Linked DNA regions of Mus musculus: all the other regions are linked to region 1. A link is a contact called in public HiChIP or PLAC-seq and promoter capture Hi-C data. All regions are on one chromosome and are shown on one strand. Each heading gives the region's core, a stretch centred on a gene start, on an enhancer-like site or on the middle of the called end of the contact. The rest is flanking DNA. Distances are from core to core; before and after follow the strand shown.

Evidence for each region. Promoter capture Hi-C pulls out the DNA fragments that hold promoters and counts their contacts. HiChIP or PLAC-seq counts read pairs in DNA pulled down with a chosen protein or histone mark.
Region 2: a promoter capture Hi-C map of pre-B cells shows a contact between it and region 1, with 4 times the contacts expected there. The contact joins the promoter of Fgd2 here to the promoter of Kctd20 in region 1. A contact is called at or near these places in 3 of 39 promoter capture datasets (the C10 cell line, the HPC-7 cell line and pre-B cells), 1 of 15 datasets of contacts at CTCF or cohesin (large pre-B cells), 1 of 484 Hi-C or Micro-C datasets (rod photoreceptor), 2 of 115 datasets of contacts at active chromatin or transcription factors (bone marrow-derived macrophages and large pre-B cells) and 2 of 9 other capture datasets (adipose tissue and liver).
Region 3: a contact with region 1 is called in an H3K4me3 HiChIP or PLAC-seq map of embryonic stem cells, with 13 read pairs. The contact joins the promoter of Ppil1 here to the promoter of Kctd20 in region 1. A contact is called at or near these places in 6 of 39 promoter capture datasets (the C10 cell line, the SN4741 cell line, cranial neural crest and 3 more), 2 of 484 Hi-C or Micro-C datasets (CD4 T cells and natural killer cells), 9 of 115 datasets of contacts at active chromatin or transcription factors (the 230-238 cell line, bone marrow-derived macrophages, effector CD8 T cells and 4 more) and 3 of 9 other capture datasets (adipose tissue, liver and pancreatic islet).

What each region holds. Positions count from the first base shown.
Region 1 is chr17:28,949,955-28,955,054 of GRCm38.p6, forward strand. Kctd20 (potassium channel tetramerisation domain containing 20) reads left to right here and starts at 2,482. Exons shown (of 8, transcript NM_001356300.1): 1 at 2,482-2,615.
Region 2 is chr17:29,358,286-29,363,385 of GRCm38.p6, forward strand. It overlaps Fgd2 (FYVE, RhoGEF and PH domain containing 2), which reads left to right and starts at 2,629. Exons shown (of 16, transcript NM_013710.4): 1 at 2,629-2,872. The coding sequence starts at 2,808.
Region 3 is chr17:29,260,876-29,265,975 of GRCm38.p6, forward strand. It overlaps Ppil1 (peptidylprolyl isomerase (cyclophilin)-like 1), which reads right to left and starts at 3,096. Exons shown (of 4, transcript NM_026845.4): 1 at 2,997-3,096; 2 at 862-1,016. The coding sequence starts at 3,052.

The sequences.
Region 1 (5,100 bases), core at 1,232-3,731:
CATGATTGAGCAGTGTGCACTTTACCGGCTGAGCATAGTGGTGAACGTGTGTAAATTTAGTAATCAGGGGCTTGAGGCAGGAGGATTGCCACAGGTATGAATCCAGCATAAGCTACAAAGTTAAGTTCCAAGCCAGCCAAGTTATAGAGTGAGACTCTCTCTTTCTCTCTAACTAACAAGAGAAGTCTCTACTTATTAGGATTGTAGAGGAGTTCCCCAGGAAGCAAGGGTATTGAGCTGGGGTCAGGTGACCTGCCTGTGCATCCTATAAACACTGCCCAGTAGTGTAATAGCCTTGAACACTACTTATTTATGTCTTGTTTTCCTTATGTGTAAATCTGCATGATTAAACCTTCCGTCCTTGGTTGGTGAGAAGTTTTAAGGGCTGTAAAACATCATGAAGAAATCTCAGTGTTCTATAGTATTTACCAGCAGCAGGTGCAATATTTTAGGAAATGTACTAACCCCATTAATTGAATGGACTTGTGCTACTTTTCAAATTAGCCATTATGAACAATGAAAGTTCCAGGCCTGCCAATCTGTCTTTAGGAAGGGTTACAGTCTCAGATGATGAACCTAGTTCAGATATTTGAGGATACACTTAAATTTGTTTCTTTGTTTTTCAAGACCGGGTTTCTCTGTGTAGCCCTGGCTGTCCTGGAACTCACTCTGTAGACCAGGCAGGCCTGGAACTCAGAACTCAGCCTGACTGAGGATACAGTTAAATTAAAGTGACAAAAGTCGACATTAATACACATTTCTCATATGCCTCCTATAATTGATATTCATCCAAAATCGGTGTCATGTCTGATTTAATGATATTTAATCAAAAGACAACCCTTTTACTCTTCACTATTAGTTAAGTATGTGCTATCTTGGATCCCCTCTGGGCGATGGATAACAAGTATTAAGTGTTGGCTCAGGATGGGTGAGGGGAGCTTGGAAATGAAAGAAAGAGGAAGTTGATTGTCCTGTATTCAGAACAAGAAAGGCAGTAGTTCCACCGTGGGTATGGAGACTGCACAGGGGCACAGGATTAGAAGAGGAAACTTTTGGAATGAAATTTTAATCAGTGGGTATGTTCTCTGTAGTTCCAAGGCCCAGAGATGCCAGCACATGATCTCATTACTGTGTTGGCTTTTTTGTGACATTACTGTGTTGGTGGTCGTATTTGGTTTGTTTTGAGACATGGTTTCCTCTGTGTAGCCCTGGCTGTTCTGGAATTCACTTTGTAGACCCAGTTTCCTGACTGGATTCCCTGACTTCCCTTAGTGACAGGTGGTATGGGGGAAACTGGGCAAGGTAGACCCGTCCCCCTCCTCCCCTCCCCCCCCCAGAAGCAACATAAGCCAAATAAGGGGGACCTCGATTTCCTGATCCTCCTGCCTCTACCTCCCAAGTGCTAGGATTAATGCTGTGCACACAGGTATTCCCTATATTTTTTTGCGTGGTTTTATTAGTTTATTTAGTGCTCAGCAGCAGTTTTAAAGTAGAATAATGTCAGCACTTGGGAGACAGGGACAGGAGGATGAGGAGTCCAAAGCCATCCTTGGCTACACAGCAAATTCAACATGGGCTGCGGCGTCACATCTCAATAAAATGAACTCGGACCTGGAGACGTAGCTCAACTGGTAGAATAATGGCCTAGGGTGCATGAAGCCCTGGGTTACACCAGAGCCCTTCATAATTCGGCTACGGTAGGGCTTGTCTGTAACCCTATCCATCACTCACATGGTGAAGGTCGGATCAGAGGTGCAAGGCCATACTGGGATAAAGGAGACTGTCTCAAAAAACAAAGAACACCCCATGTATTAAGAGTGGAGAGCCAGGGAGGAGGGAGAAGGGAAATAAAGGTTAAAACAAGCAAACCCCCAATAGAACGAAACACCCAAAACTAGAAGTCTGTGCAATCATTGTGATGGTGTAATCAACTGGTCTGATAACTTTCTTAAGTACAAAAGCCACAAGTCCCCGTGACCCTGAGAGATGGAGCCAGGTTCCTCCTCTCAGGTTCCCTTGTGCGGTTCACAGGAAGCAAGGCAACCAGCTTTCTAATAGTTTGCTTCCAGGTAACATGAAACCTGTAGAATCTTGTTTGCTATCGCAGATTGTTCCGTGAAACTCAAGAGTTGGGGGGAAGTTTTTGTTTTCTCTTTTATCTTGTTTTGTTGTTGTTGATGTTTTTCTGTCTTTGGGCTGCAGTTCATATCCATCCGCCACACAAAGGCGATAGGCTCATCTTTCCGTGAGCATCACGCGTTCCGGGGCGACCCAGCCTCTTTCACCTTCGAGCCTGCAGCTCGCTTTCCTGTCTGAGCCCCTTGGGTGATGGAGCGCAAGCGGCGGCGGCGCGCGTTACTGGGCCGCCCTGGCGAAGAGCCCCAGTTCCCGGCCGGCCGGGCAGGCAGGCGAGGCCCCGGCCTATGGCGGAGTCCGCGGCGGGGGCGGGGCGAGCCGCGCGGCCTTCCCGGCATGCCCCGCGGTGGGCGGGGCTCTTGTTTTGAAGGGCCGGGTGACTCAACCGGGGATCCGCGGCCAGGGCGGGGGCGCGCGGTGGCCGGAGCTTGGAGGTGGCTTCGGGGCTCGGTGTCGGAGAGCGCGGCAGCAAGCGGCCGGTGAGTGCCGAGTGACAGGGTGGGCGGGCGAGCGGGCAGGTGATGGCGCGGGCTGATGATGGCGGCGGGCGCGACGCTGCGGCCTGAGAGGCCCCGTGCGGGCTCCTCCCCGGCCTGGGGAGAAAGGAGAAGCCGGGCGAGGCTGCCGACCAACCACGCAGGGCCACCGGTAGCCCAGGCTGGGGAAGGTTGGTCGCGCTTTCCCAGAACCTCTGGAATCTTCTGTCGGTCCTGTCGCCCCTCTGTTGTCATCCCATGCTTAGTGCAGAACTGGGAGATTTTTTTCTTGCATATAAGAACTTTTTATAGCAGACAGTGTCGTCAGGCTTGCGCCATGAGGACACCTCCTCCCCTTTGTGGGAATTTGTCATTCTTTCTGAACATTCCTGGATTGGGCTGATTTACTATTTAGAAGTAAATCTAATCTTTTAAGTGAGAATTCAGCAAACGAACTAACAGACAGGCCAGGAACTCTGACCAACCAAGCTCTTTCACGGTGTCTGTTTGCTGATAGACAATTGTTTACCTAGAAATTTGAGATTTCTTTTTAAATGATCTCCCAAACAGAATGTTGGAATAATATTAGTTGTGACGAACCTTGAATTAGAACGTCAACCCCACTCCAGAGGAACAAAAACAAAATCTTAAAGTAGCAGTTCTCAAACGCGTTTTGCAGGTCGCTAGCACGGCTCCCAGAAATTAATTCTAGAAATCTAGGGTGGACCCCTGAGTCTACTAGTGCTGGCAGGCAACCACCCCGCTTGGGCCGCCTTGGTAAGCCAGGAACCGGACCTTAGGAAACCAAGATTAGCTTGGCCTGAGGACTGTAAATACTGTCTCATGTCCTTTTCTTTCTGTTGACTTACTCCTCTCCTGTCCGTAATCAGTCGGGAGTCAAGAAGCCCTGATTCGGAAGGCTGTGTGAGAAAGGATAGTGCTTTCTGGAGCCCTTACATGAGAGCAGGAAATGGCTTTTTATCCATATCCTGTTATTGCCTGGGTGGGAGAAAGATGGCGTGGATCAGGCTAACCCACCTTGTTTCTCTCAGGAGCCTGTTGGTAGGATCGTGGGAGCTTGAGCATGTCATTAGGTCTTGGCTCCCACCTCAGCTCTCTGCTTTCCTTCTCATGGTATCAGCCAGGGAGTGCCCGGAGCCTGGGGGGTCTCTGATTCCCTGGGATGTGCCAGCATCAGTAGTATTTATGGGCTTTTAGTTGTGGGTATCAATTCACTAGCTACAGAATATCTGAATGATGCCTAGCTTACACAGTACAACTGAAGTAAGGCATGTTAGAGACAGTATCCCAAGCGTGGCTCAGAATTCCCTTGCTGTCTGGCAGAAATGAGGGTTGGATGACCTCCACATCTGCCAAAGGTGTTTTCTACATCTTGATGTCTCTTGAGACTCCACAGGGATATTAAAGGTAGCCATGAGGGTTTGGCGTTTTTCTTGGCTTTGGTGGCTTTGGATGTCTGGCTACTTATTGATGGTTTTGTTGTTGTTGTAGATGACGTACAAAAACAGTGTGCCTTTCTGTAATGCTGAGTTTCCTGACTTGTTTTGTGTTTCCCACCTGCCACACATGGGGTCTCCCCACACCTCCATGGCTAATTGGAGTGAGAAACTGAGGGAACTGTTTGGATGATGTTAAATGATTTAAGATGGGAAAGTCGGAGTCCTTGAAATGAGAAGCTTAGAGGATAAGGGAGCACGTTGTAAGTTTACCTAGCTCAGTCCTCTCATCTTTCAGGTAGTGACTGGGAGGTAGGCTGGGGATGTAACTCAGTGGCAGGGCGCCTGCTCTGCATGTGTGGGAGGTACTAGGTTTGTCCCTTAGTGTACGCCATACTCTTTTCCCCTCTTCCCCACATCCAAACACAAGAGTCTGAGATGGTAGGAGGAGGATTCCTGGTCTAGCCTGCTGCCCTTCCTGCTCTATTACCTTTTAAATGCTTCCGCAAGAAGGTGGTGCAGAGCGGAGAAATAACAAGGCAGAGAAAACAGAGAGACTCTGATATGACCATAGTGCCAGTGTCTCATGGAAGTTGAAGGAACTGTGCGTTCTAACTGTAAACCACGGTGATGAGAGTGCTGAGATAAATCAGAAGCTTGAACGGGTCGGGGAAGGAGAAGTAAGAGCGGGCAGATGGCTGGCTTACAAAAACCTGAGAGGTTAGAAGCGCACTGGCTGTAAGAGATTCACTTTAGAAAAGATTAATACTAACGGTTGGGTTGTAGAAGTTACCTGTATGAGCAGTGTCCAGAACCTTTGACGCCGCTGTCTTGAGTAACTTGAGCTACTCTCGTGGTGACCAGGTTTATTAGGATCCTAGCTGGTTGGTTGGTTTTGGGGAGTTGTGGTATTCTATGCCTTTATCATATGTATGCTCTTCTCTTGAGAGGAGGTCATCCCGTCCCTTGGAACAGGAGTTGCAGACCTCTGAGCTGCCATGTGGGTGCTGGGAACAGAACCTGGGTCCTCT
Region 2 (5,100 bases), core at 1,379-3,878, 410 kb after region 1:
CTGAGTTCAAATCCCAGCAACCACATGGTGGCTCACAACCATCTGTAACAAGATCTGACGCCCTCTTCTGGAGTGTCTGAAGACAGCTACAGTGTACATATATAATAAATAAATAAATAAATCTTAAAAAAAAAAACGAGTGTTACTTTAGTAATTGTGTAGGTATGTGTCCATTTACATGAGTGTGTGTTGATACTTAAGAGTCCCCTGGGTTTGTTTGTTTGTTTGTTTGTTTTGGTTTTTCGAGACAGGGTTTCTCTGTTGTAGCCCTGGCTGTCCTGGATCTCCCCTGGGTTTTTAAATACATACAGAAATAATGTCATTTGGCATTTGGGGTTTGCTTAATCAGGACACAGAAGGGAAATCGAAAGAGCCACACATAGGTGGGGAATGAACTCTGGTGTGGACTGAGAGGGCTCATGGGGGTGAATTATTCTATTCTGTCTACCCTCGTGTATGTTCTTCATTTTTTTATGACAAAAAGTGCAAGGGGATCTAAGGTATGTTCTTCATTTTTTTATGACAAAAAGTGCAAGGGGATCTAAGGACGATGCTCAGTTGGTAGAGAGCCTGGCCGGCTCTGCATCCTCAGCATGGCATAAAACTAGCATTGTGGGGCTGGAGAGATGGCTCAGCAGTTAAGAGCACTTGCTCCTCTTGCAGAGGCCCTGCATTTGGGATTAGTGAGACTTAGTCCTCAGGACTGGGCTGGCCTCTGGTGGCAAACACAGCTGGGGGGTGGGGGAGCTCAGAGGTGCAGGGTTGCTGGGCAGGAGGCTCCAGGCTCACAGCTACCACAGCAGAAACTCTGCCAGGCACTTTGGGCTCCAGGATGGCTCACACTTGATCCGAGGACAAAGACTAGCTTCAGTGGAGGGTCCTGGCTCAGGATCCATGGGAGAGCAATGAATGAATGGCTTTCCAGCTTGAATGAGCAGAGCAGAGGCGCTGGTCACGTGTTCTAGAAACCCTGAGTGACCAAGAGGCAGATTTCCCTAGGGTGCTGTGATCAGGGGACCCTGAGGATGGAGTGCATGGAGGTCACCCTCCAGGTTCCCTGGGTCTTTGCTGGAGTCATAGGACACTTACCTGGGCTTCAGAAATGGCAGTTCTTCCCCTGTTCTTCCTGGGTGACCTCAGTCAGGTGTCTTGACTTCCATTGGCCTCCATTTCTGATAAGGGAGCACACTGTGTAACACAGCTATGGGAGTGAAAGAGAGGAGACTTGTTAGCTCTAACCCATAGGGGCTCTCCAACCCGGGCCACTAGAGAAATATCAACATCATTAAGACAAAAGCATCCAAAGAGGTGTTGGGGACCACAGGACCCCTTCCTGCATATCCTCACAGTCTGTGGGGTTTTTTGTTTTGTTTGCCCTATTTTTCTTTTTTTTTTTTTTTCCGGACAGGGTTTCTCTGTGTAGCCCCAGCTGTCTTAAAAGTTACTCTGGAGCTGGGCGTGGTGGCGCTCGCCTTTAATCCCAGCACTTGGGAGGCAGAGACAGGTGGATTTCTGAGTTCGAGGCCAGCCTGGTCTACAAAGTGAGTTCCAGAGCAGTCAGGGCTACAGAGAAACCCTGTCTTGAAAAAAAAAAAAAAAGTTACTCTGTAGACCAAGTGGGCATCAAACTCAGAGATCTGCCTGCCTCTGCCTCCCGAGTGCTGGGACTAAAGGTGTGTGCCACCACCAGTTCAGCTTTAGATGTTTTTTTTAGGGTAGGAGTACAAGAGATACAGTGTGTGTGGGTTGGAGCCCAGAGGCAACCTGAAAGAGTCTGCATTTTGGGTGGAGAATTGGTTCAGAGGTTAAGAGAACTTAGAAAGGACCTAGGTCCCATTCCCACAACACCCTCTTCTGACCATTGTGGGTACCAGGCACGAATGTGGTATAATAGACTCACACAGGCCAAACACTCATACACATAAAAAATAAAAGTAAATAAAAAGAAAGGAAAAGTCTATTTTTTTTCCACCATGTGGGGCTCCAGGGTTAGACTCAAGCTGCCAGGCTTGGCTACAAGTACTCTTACCCCTGAACCATCTCAAAGCCCACCCCATCCGACCCCATTTTTTTTTTTGAGACAGGTCTCACGTAGCCGAATCTGGTCTTATACTCATTACGTTGTCAAGGAAGAACTTGGACTTCTCCTCTCAAGTGGGTGCCATGGGCATGTGCCATGATACCCAGTTCTACAGTGCTGAGGATAAAGCCCTGGGCTTCCCGCATGCCAAGCAAGCATTCTCTATCAGCTGAGCTACATCCCCAACCCTGTGGTCCATTTTAATTTAAAAGCTGTTTTTCCATCAGCAGTGCACAGCGCCAGATGCAAGGAAGATGCTGAGAATGGTACTAAGTAAAACATCCCTGAGCCGTCCCCTTTCCCCCCATGCAGAGAATTGGATATCCAGGAAGCTGCTCATCCCAGGATCCGGCTCCAGAAACGTCCTGTGACCACTGTTGCCACAGCCCGTGCCTTCTCTAACAGGACTGGGTAGAAGTATCTGAGAGGTAAAGGTCAGATGCCAAGAGGGCCGGGCAGTACTTCACAGGCTCCTCCCACAGCAAGGAGAGTTTGACAGGCTCCTCCCACAGTAGGGAGTGCTGGCCTCTCTTCCAAGCTACTGGGACCACTTCCTCTTTTTTCACTCTGAAGATAGGAACTGCCCCAAGGCAGTCAGAAGCGATGGGCAGATTCCAGGCTGTGGTAGACCTGCTTCACCCGCTGGCCAGGGAGTGCTGAGGGCACCAGCCTATTGCCTCCCTCCCTGCTTCTGGGGTAACTGAGGACCACCTTGCAGGCTAGCAGGATGGAGCGAGCCTGTGAGAAGCAGGACTCAGTGTGCAACCTGGTGGCTGTGTTTGAGAACAACAGGTACAGATGGTGGGGGAGGGGTCGAGCCCTTCTATCTGATCTGGTACTTTGGGGCAGCACCTGGGGTCCCTCCATCCTGGGTGCCTGGCAGTACAGGCAACCACTGCTCTTGTGGTAGTAAGCTGGACAGGGTGAGCATGGGAGATCTCCAATCCATGCACACACACATCCCACTCACACCAGGACACAAATGGGAACAGGAAGGCGGGACACAGATGGAATGTGGCTGACTGGGACAAAGCAGAGCCATGCTCACCAGGCCTCTCTCCTAAGTTCCTTTCTATACCTCAGGGCTTACTCTGATGGCCCTAGGGTGTGACTTGTTTGGTTCCCATCATAGGGAGAACAGAAGAGGGGACACAGGAACTAGCTTCTTTGAATTTTGGGGCTGTGCTGGCACTTGTGTCTGAAGGGAAAAGACAAAGCCAGGAGTGGGAGGGGTCCTGAGTGGCCTTGGAGGGGCGTGAGTGTGAGACATGAAACCGCTTTGCAGGCCTGTGGTTTGGGAGTGCCTTTGGTCCTCTGGAAGCAGATAGAGGTTGGCCTCAGGAGGCTTAGGGGGAAGCTGTGGGGACCTGAGAGACGAGGGGAGGAGGGGCAGGTGGAGGGAGGGGCTGAGCCCTGGATTGTTGTAGAGGGTTCCAGAACCCGGGTACACCACAGTGAGTCCCCATGCCTTCAGCAGCTAGATGCTGGGTAAAGCAGCACTCTTACATGAAGATAAGGAGTCTGCCACCAGAGTCCCCAGCCCTCGGGAGCCACAAGAACAAAGCTTAGTGCCTAGAGTTCTGTGGAGGATGCAGGGGTAGATTTCTACTTGTGATACAAAGTTCCGTCCTTCTGAGACACCAGGCCACAGGCTTTAGATGCCCTGGGAAGGCCTCCACGCTGTGTTGTGGGCCTGCAGGCCATGCACAGGAGGTGCCTGGGGCCTCCACGTGGAAGCCCACATTCACCCCTGCAGAAGTTTCACTTCCTGGGTGAGCAGCCTGACTCTGCCTCTCCAGGAGCTTGGCTGAGTGCATCCTATTCAGCACCTGGGACAGCTCATTCCCACCGCCCTCTTGGCCCACCACACTCATGCTGGAGGGGGCGTAGGCTCATGTAGATGCCAGCCCTTGGGCTACTGAGTGGTGTCTGGCTGCACCTTGCAGGTAGAGTAGCCATACAGAGGAGTGGGTCACTAGAAGCGTGGTCAGGAGTGTGAGAGTCAGGCTCTGAGCAAGGGGACCATGCAGGCGTCTCTCTGTGGAGCCCTTGGTGCCTAGCTGATCTGAAACTGAGGGCTAGAGAGGAAACAGGCACAGGCCTGAGTGCTTAGAAATGCAGAAGCTGAAACCAAATGTACAGGAGAAAAACCTGAGACTCAGCACCCTCTCACCCAACCCCCTCTCCCTGGCTGCAGGCCCTGAGGCCAAGGAACTCCATTTTCTATGTCTGGAATGGGCCACCTCGGTCCTTCTTCCTACACCAGGCCCTGTGACCAGGACAATCACCTCAGCTCTCTGGGTCTCTCTGTCCTTGACATCAAGAGGAAAGACAGCTTAGCATGGAGGTTTGGATGTCAGCTGCCCCTACCTGCCCCACTTTCAGGTTCCCATCCTTTCTGCCTCAGTCTCCACATCTGCAGCATGGACGCAGGGACATTCTTTCTCATCGGGTTTGGAGGCTCGGTACCTGTCTGGCCTCCGTTTCCCTGTCTGTCTTTCTCGAGGGGATGCCTACCCAGCGCTGTCACCCTGGCTATCTCCCTGCACATGCCTGGCTCTGGCAGTGTGGGTTTCTCTGGCCTACAAAGGACTGGTAAATGCTGCACAGCAAAACTGTCCTGTGAGGGCTGAACCTGGGGAACAGGGACCCTGCTCTGCAGGATGGCTTTGTCCCCTGGTAATTGTGTGAAGGCCATAGGCATCCCTGAAAAGGCCCAGTTTCAGCATCTGAGTCCCTGCTCTGAATTACTCTCTGGCGCCCACCTTCCCTTGATGTATCGGGAGAGATACAGAGATGAAAGCAAGGGGGAAGAACATAGGTGGGCGTGATCCTGAGGGAGCCCCTGAAAGATCTGTGTGCCAAAGGAGGGGTTCTCTCTAGATGTGTTTGCATTTGAAACAGGGAAGTATGTAGTTCCCCAGAGAATAAAATAGGCCATAATGACTCATTTAGGGACTGATGGAGTTCCCTCCCAGAGGACACTCAGAAGGATGCTGGTGGCACCTGGGACGTGGCTC
Region 3 (5,100 bases), core at 1,846-4,345, 310 kb after region 1:
TGCTCTAAGGGCTCCGCCCCCAAGGTCAAGGTCCCAACTCTCATCAGTTGCTTCCATTCTAACAGCACCCCATGGAGAACTTTTCTGGTTTTCTACTAAAACTGGCTCCCCACCCATCCCCCCGCTAGTCTGAGAGTGGGTGTGTGGATTCCCCCCGCCCCCCAGTCTGAGAATGGGTGTGTCTCTGCTCATTTGCTCACAGCTATATCCCTAGAGCTTAGGTCACGGACACAAAGCAGGCTCACATCTATCTGGTTTTTTACTATTTTTGAGACAGGATCTCTCTGTGTAGTTCTGGCTGTCCTGGAACTCACTCTGTAGACCAGGCTGGCCGAGAACTCACAGAGATCCACCTGCCTCAGACATCTGTCAAATAAATGAGTTGGAATAAAGGAACAGTTTTATCTTCCGAGACCTGGGACCGCCTGCTTTTCACTCCTGACTGAACCGAATCCATGTCTCACTCCAGCGGTATCTTCTGCTCAGGAGCAAAGATGATTTCCCAGTGAGTTACACACATAGTAGCTATGAGGAAGACAGACACTGTCAGCAGAATCAGAGACCAGAGCCAGCCGTGTGCCTGAAACCCAGCATGTGTGAGGTGGAGGCAGGAAGAGCAGGAGTTCAAGGACACCCTGGGCTACATTGACACCCTGGTGGTGGTGGTGGTACGTGGAGCTCCTGATGCAGTCCCATGCTGGAGGTGGGGAGTGGGCGCTACTGAGTCGGTCGAGTGCTTGCCCAGTATACTTTAAGCCCTGGGTTCAATCCCCGGCACGACAAAGACCATGCATGGTGGTAGCCGGTCAAGCTGTGGCTGCCTTACCACCCAGTTCCTCCCCAATGGTGGCTTAAGTGTACCTGTGCCTGTCGGGTCGCCGCCTTGGATCATGAAGTCCTTGATGATCCTGTGGAACTTGGTGCCATTGTAGTAGCCCCGCCGAGCCAGCTCCGCGAAGTTCTTGCAGGTCTTGGGCGCATGCTTCCAGTATAGCTCCAGGACAATGACTCCCATGCTGTGGTGGGGACAGAGCCTAGATCAGAGCAGGCGGCAGCCCCCAAGACTCCTGCCGTTTGACCGTGAGAGACAGCAGCTAACTGCACCCAGAGTTCATACTCAGAAGGGAACAACCCAGGAAGCAACAAAGCCACAGCCAATCACCGGAGCGTGACACGCAGGACAGCTCTGGCATACAATGTTCCAAAGCAAAACAACCATAAACAAGCCAACATTCTAAAAGCATGTGCCGATGCTCTGAAACTAACCCCGAACAAGGGGAAAGTCCTCACATGACACCTATAGATGTAATAAAAAGACATTAAAGTATGAGTAGTTTATATACATTTGCGTCAGTCTGGGGCTTAGGCGGGGCAGAAAGCAACCAGCTAAGAGTCAGGATGTTCAATAAATATTTTCTAGCATATTTCTGATCATGTAAACATATCACCTATTGAAACCAAACTTGAATAGAAAAATAAAGCAGCCCTTGTGTTAAAGAGTGGGTCACACTGGTGGAGACGACTCAGCTCCTAAGAGCATGTCCTGCTCTTCGGGAGGACCACACTTCAGATCCCAGCACTCCACCAGGGGGCTCACAGCCACCTGTACCCCCCATCTCCATGGTTTCCAATACCTCTGGCCTCTGAACTCATGTGCACACACACATAATTAAAAGACAAATCTAGGGCTGGAGAGATGGCTCAGTGGAGAGATGCTCTCCCAGAGGTCCTGAATTCAATTCCCAGCAACCACATGGTGGCTCACAACCATCTGTAATGGGATCTGATGTCCTCTTCTGGTGTGTCTGAAGACAGGTACAGTGTACTCATATAAATAAAATAAATAAATATATCTTTAAAAAAAATCAAATCTAAAGAGAATGTGTAAAGCAAATAGGCTGGTTACTTCAAATGTCCACATACACCCATACGAGTGCTTTTATTCTCTTCTCTTAGTGCCTTTAAGGATAAAACAAGGCAGGGGGCTCCTGCTGTACATTACCCACTGAGCTCTGGGGAGAATCTGTATGGCCCAGGTTCAGGAGGTCCAGCAATGTGAGCACTCTGTAGAACTGGGAGCGAGAGCAGTGGTGCGTGCCTTCCTAATGTCTACACTCAGGAGCCAAGGGCAGACAAAATGGGGCTCAAGTCAGTAGACAGGGCAGACCAGGCTCCAAGCAGGGTTCCCTTCAATCAGTATGAAAACCAGGTTGCAGGTAAATCTATAAAATGCACCATTTCTCTGCTAAAACTGGAGGGGTGTGTGTGATACAAAGCCTTCGGGACAGGAGCTGCTAGCAATAGTAAACTGAGCGCAATCACACACAAGGGAGGCAAGGCACTAGGAGGTGGCTTAATTTTATATATTAATATAAATATAATAGAATGTTAGGTAAGCAGTCTATTCTATCCAGCCCAGCCCAGCCCCTGGACTTCTGATCCTCCTGCTTCCACCTCCAGAGTGCTAGGATTACAGGCTTGTGCAACCACACCGAGTATATATGGTGCTGTAGCCCGAGCTTGGGGCCTCGGGCATCCCCAGCTCAAAGATCACTCTTGGATTTTGGAGAAAATAAATTTTCTTCTACTTCCAAAGAAATTTGTTCAGACAACTCTACTTGTCCCGTGATGTTTACACATCTGTCTCCTTCACCATAATCCAGATTTGTGTTTTCAAAAATCCAGGTCCTACGCGCATGGCTTGTGTGATCAACACACACTTGTTGAGAAAAAAAATGAGTGAGTGAGTGAATGAATGAATGAAGATGGAAGGTGGATATAGGTAAATGAACTAATAAACGTCGTGGGGAAAGGACAGCAGATAGAAATCGTCGAGGTCTCCGGGATGTTGGAGGGGCTCCCCTGAGGTCCCTTCAGAACTTACAGGTACTCCCGGCCGCAGCTCTGTGCGTGCGGGCAACCTGCGAGTCAGGCCGGCCACTGCGGCACGAACCCGCGTCCCCTCCACCAATTCCTCCCCCACCTCCAACCCTCACCTAGTCTCCAGGTAGACGTTGGGCGGCTGCCAGGTGTCTGGGGGAATCGCCGCCATGCTGAGCGAAGGTATCCCCCCCGCTAGCAATCACTACTTCCGGCGGAGTTAACCCGGGACCCGCCCCTGGGCACACACTTCCGGTTCCCGCCGATCCGCCCGTTTGCTTGACAGGATTTAGGGCGCTGGGACAAGAATGACGAAGGATCCTTCTTTCTAGGCTGGGAAGAGGGTTGCAAGTCGAAATGCTCAGTGCAGGAACTCAGACAAGTGCAAGATTCTCCAGGGGCGATTCGCGCCACGCTCCGGAACAGTGATTGGTCTGTTTTGGCGCGGAAGGCGGGAACAACCTTCTTCACTCTGATTGGAGGGCTGGAGAATTTCCTAGTTCCCAGACTTGGGTGATGCCCCTGGCTGGCTTTGAACTCAAAAAGATCTGCCTGCTTCTGTCTGCCGAGTGCTGGGATTTAAGGCGTGCACCACCACGCCCAGCGTCTATTCCTTAAAGCAATCCTGTGGATGACAGGAGTCCCGTTTTTCAGCGGAGAAAACTGAGACTCCGCCGTTAAGTGCCACATGGCAAATCTGATCCCACAGACTCCAAAAGCAAAGAGCATGTGGAAAGAGGAAAAGGCTGGGAAGAGAGACAAAGCTTAAAATGACTGTCCCAGGAGATAGTGGTGCACGCCCCCAGCGCTGGAGCGGCAGAGGCAGGGGGATCTCAGAGTTCAAGGCCTGTACAAGGTCTCTTCTACAGAGCGAGTTTCAGGATAGCTAGGACTACTCAGAGAGGTATCCTTGGAGCTGGAAATGCAGGCCAGTTAGTAGACGGCTTGCCTAACAGGGCTTAGTGGGTAAAGTACTTGAATTTAGGTCCCTAGGACCCATGCAAATGCCAGGTAGATATGCACTTGCGGCCTCAGCAACCGGGAAAGCAGAGACCATGGGGAAGAATCCAGGGAGCTGGCTAGCCATCCAGTCTAGCCCAAATAGCTCTCTCCAAGTTCAGTGAGCCACGAGGGAAATGTATATTTTATATTGAACATCCCATAATTAACAACAAAGAAGTAGGAAAATATTTACAAGACTTCCTGAGTTCTAAGATGCATCTACCCTCCCACCCACCCACTTCCTGCACAGCAAAGCAAAAATTGAGCAAATGCTTACTCTTAACAACCTACGGCTCTTCAGAAAATTGAGCAATGCATATTAAAGAGAAGCAATCTGAACCGTAGTGTGCAAGGTACTTACTTACAGGCCAACAGAGCTGTGGGTGAACACTCTGGGGAGGCTCTCCCATTAAAGATCAGATAAATAAAAAAGACTTTAATTTTTTATTTATTTTGTGTGTGTGTGTGTGTGTGTGTATCTGGGTTTGTATGGGCACACAGGAGCCCACAGAGGCCAGAAGAGTGTGTCAGATCCCCCAGAACTGGAATTACATGCAGGCTCTAGCTGGCATATGGAGGTTAGGAACAGAGCACCTGAACCATTTCTCCATCCCTAAGAATGACATTTTTCATGATTAAGGAAAATTATTTTTAAAAACAGTCTCTTGGACCGGAAAGGTGGCTCAGAGGGTAAAGTTACCTGCTTCCAAACCTGAAGACCTGAATTCAACCTGGGACCCATACAGCAGAAGAAAAAAACTTCTCATAAGACACACAAATACACACACACACACAGAGAGACACACATATACACAGAGAAGAGAAGCGGCAGGGGCTCTAGCTCAGTGAGAGCTTAGTTGCCCAGCATGTCAGAAGCACACACTAAACCATCAAAAGCAGCTAACTTCCACAGCCTAAAATTATAGATTTTATCTTATCTTTTTTAGGGGTACTTTTTTTTTTTTTTTTTTTTTTTTTTTTTTTTTTTTTTTGGTTTTCGAGACAGGGTTTCTCTGTGTAGCCCTGGCTGTCCTGGAACTCACTTTGTAGACCAGGCTGACCTCGAACTCAGAAATCCGCCAGCCTCTGCCTCGCAAGTGCTGGGACTAAAGGCATGCGCCACCACGCCCGGCTGGGGAGTACTTTTTAATTTTTTTTTTTTAAGTTTTGTAATGTTTTGGCATTTTCGATGTGTTCTACAATTATGTTATATTAAGG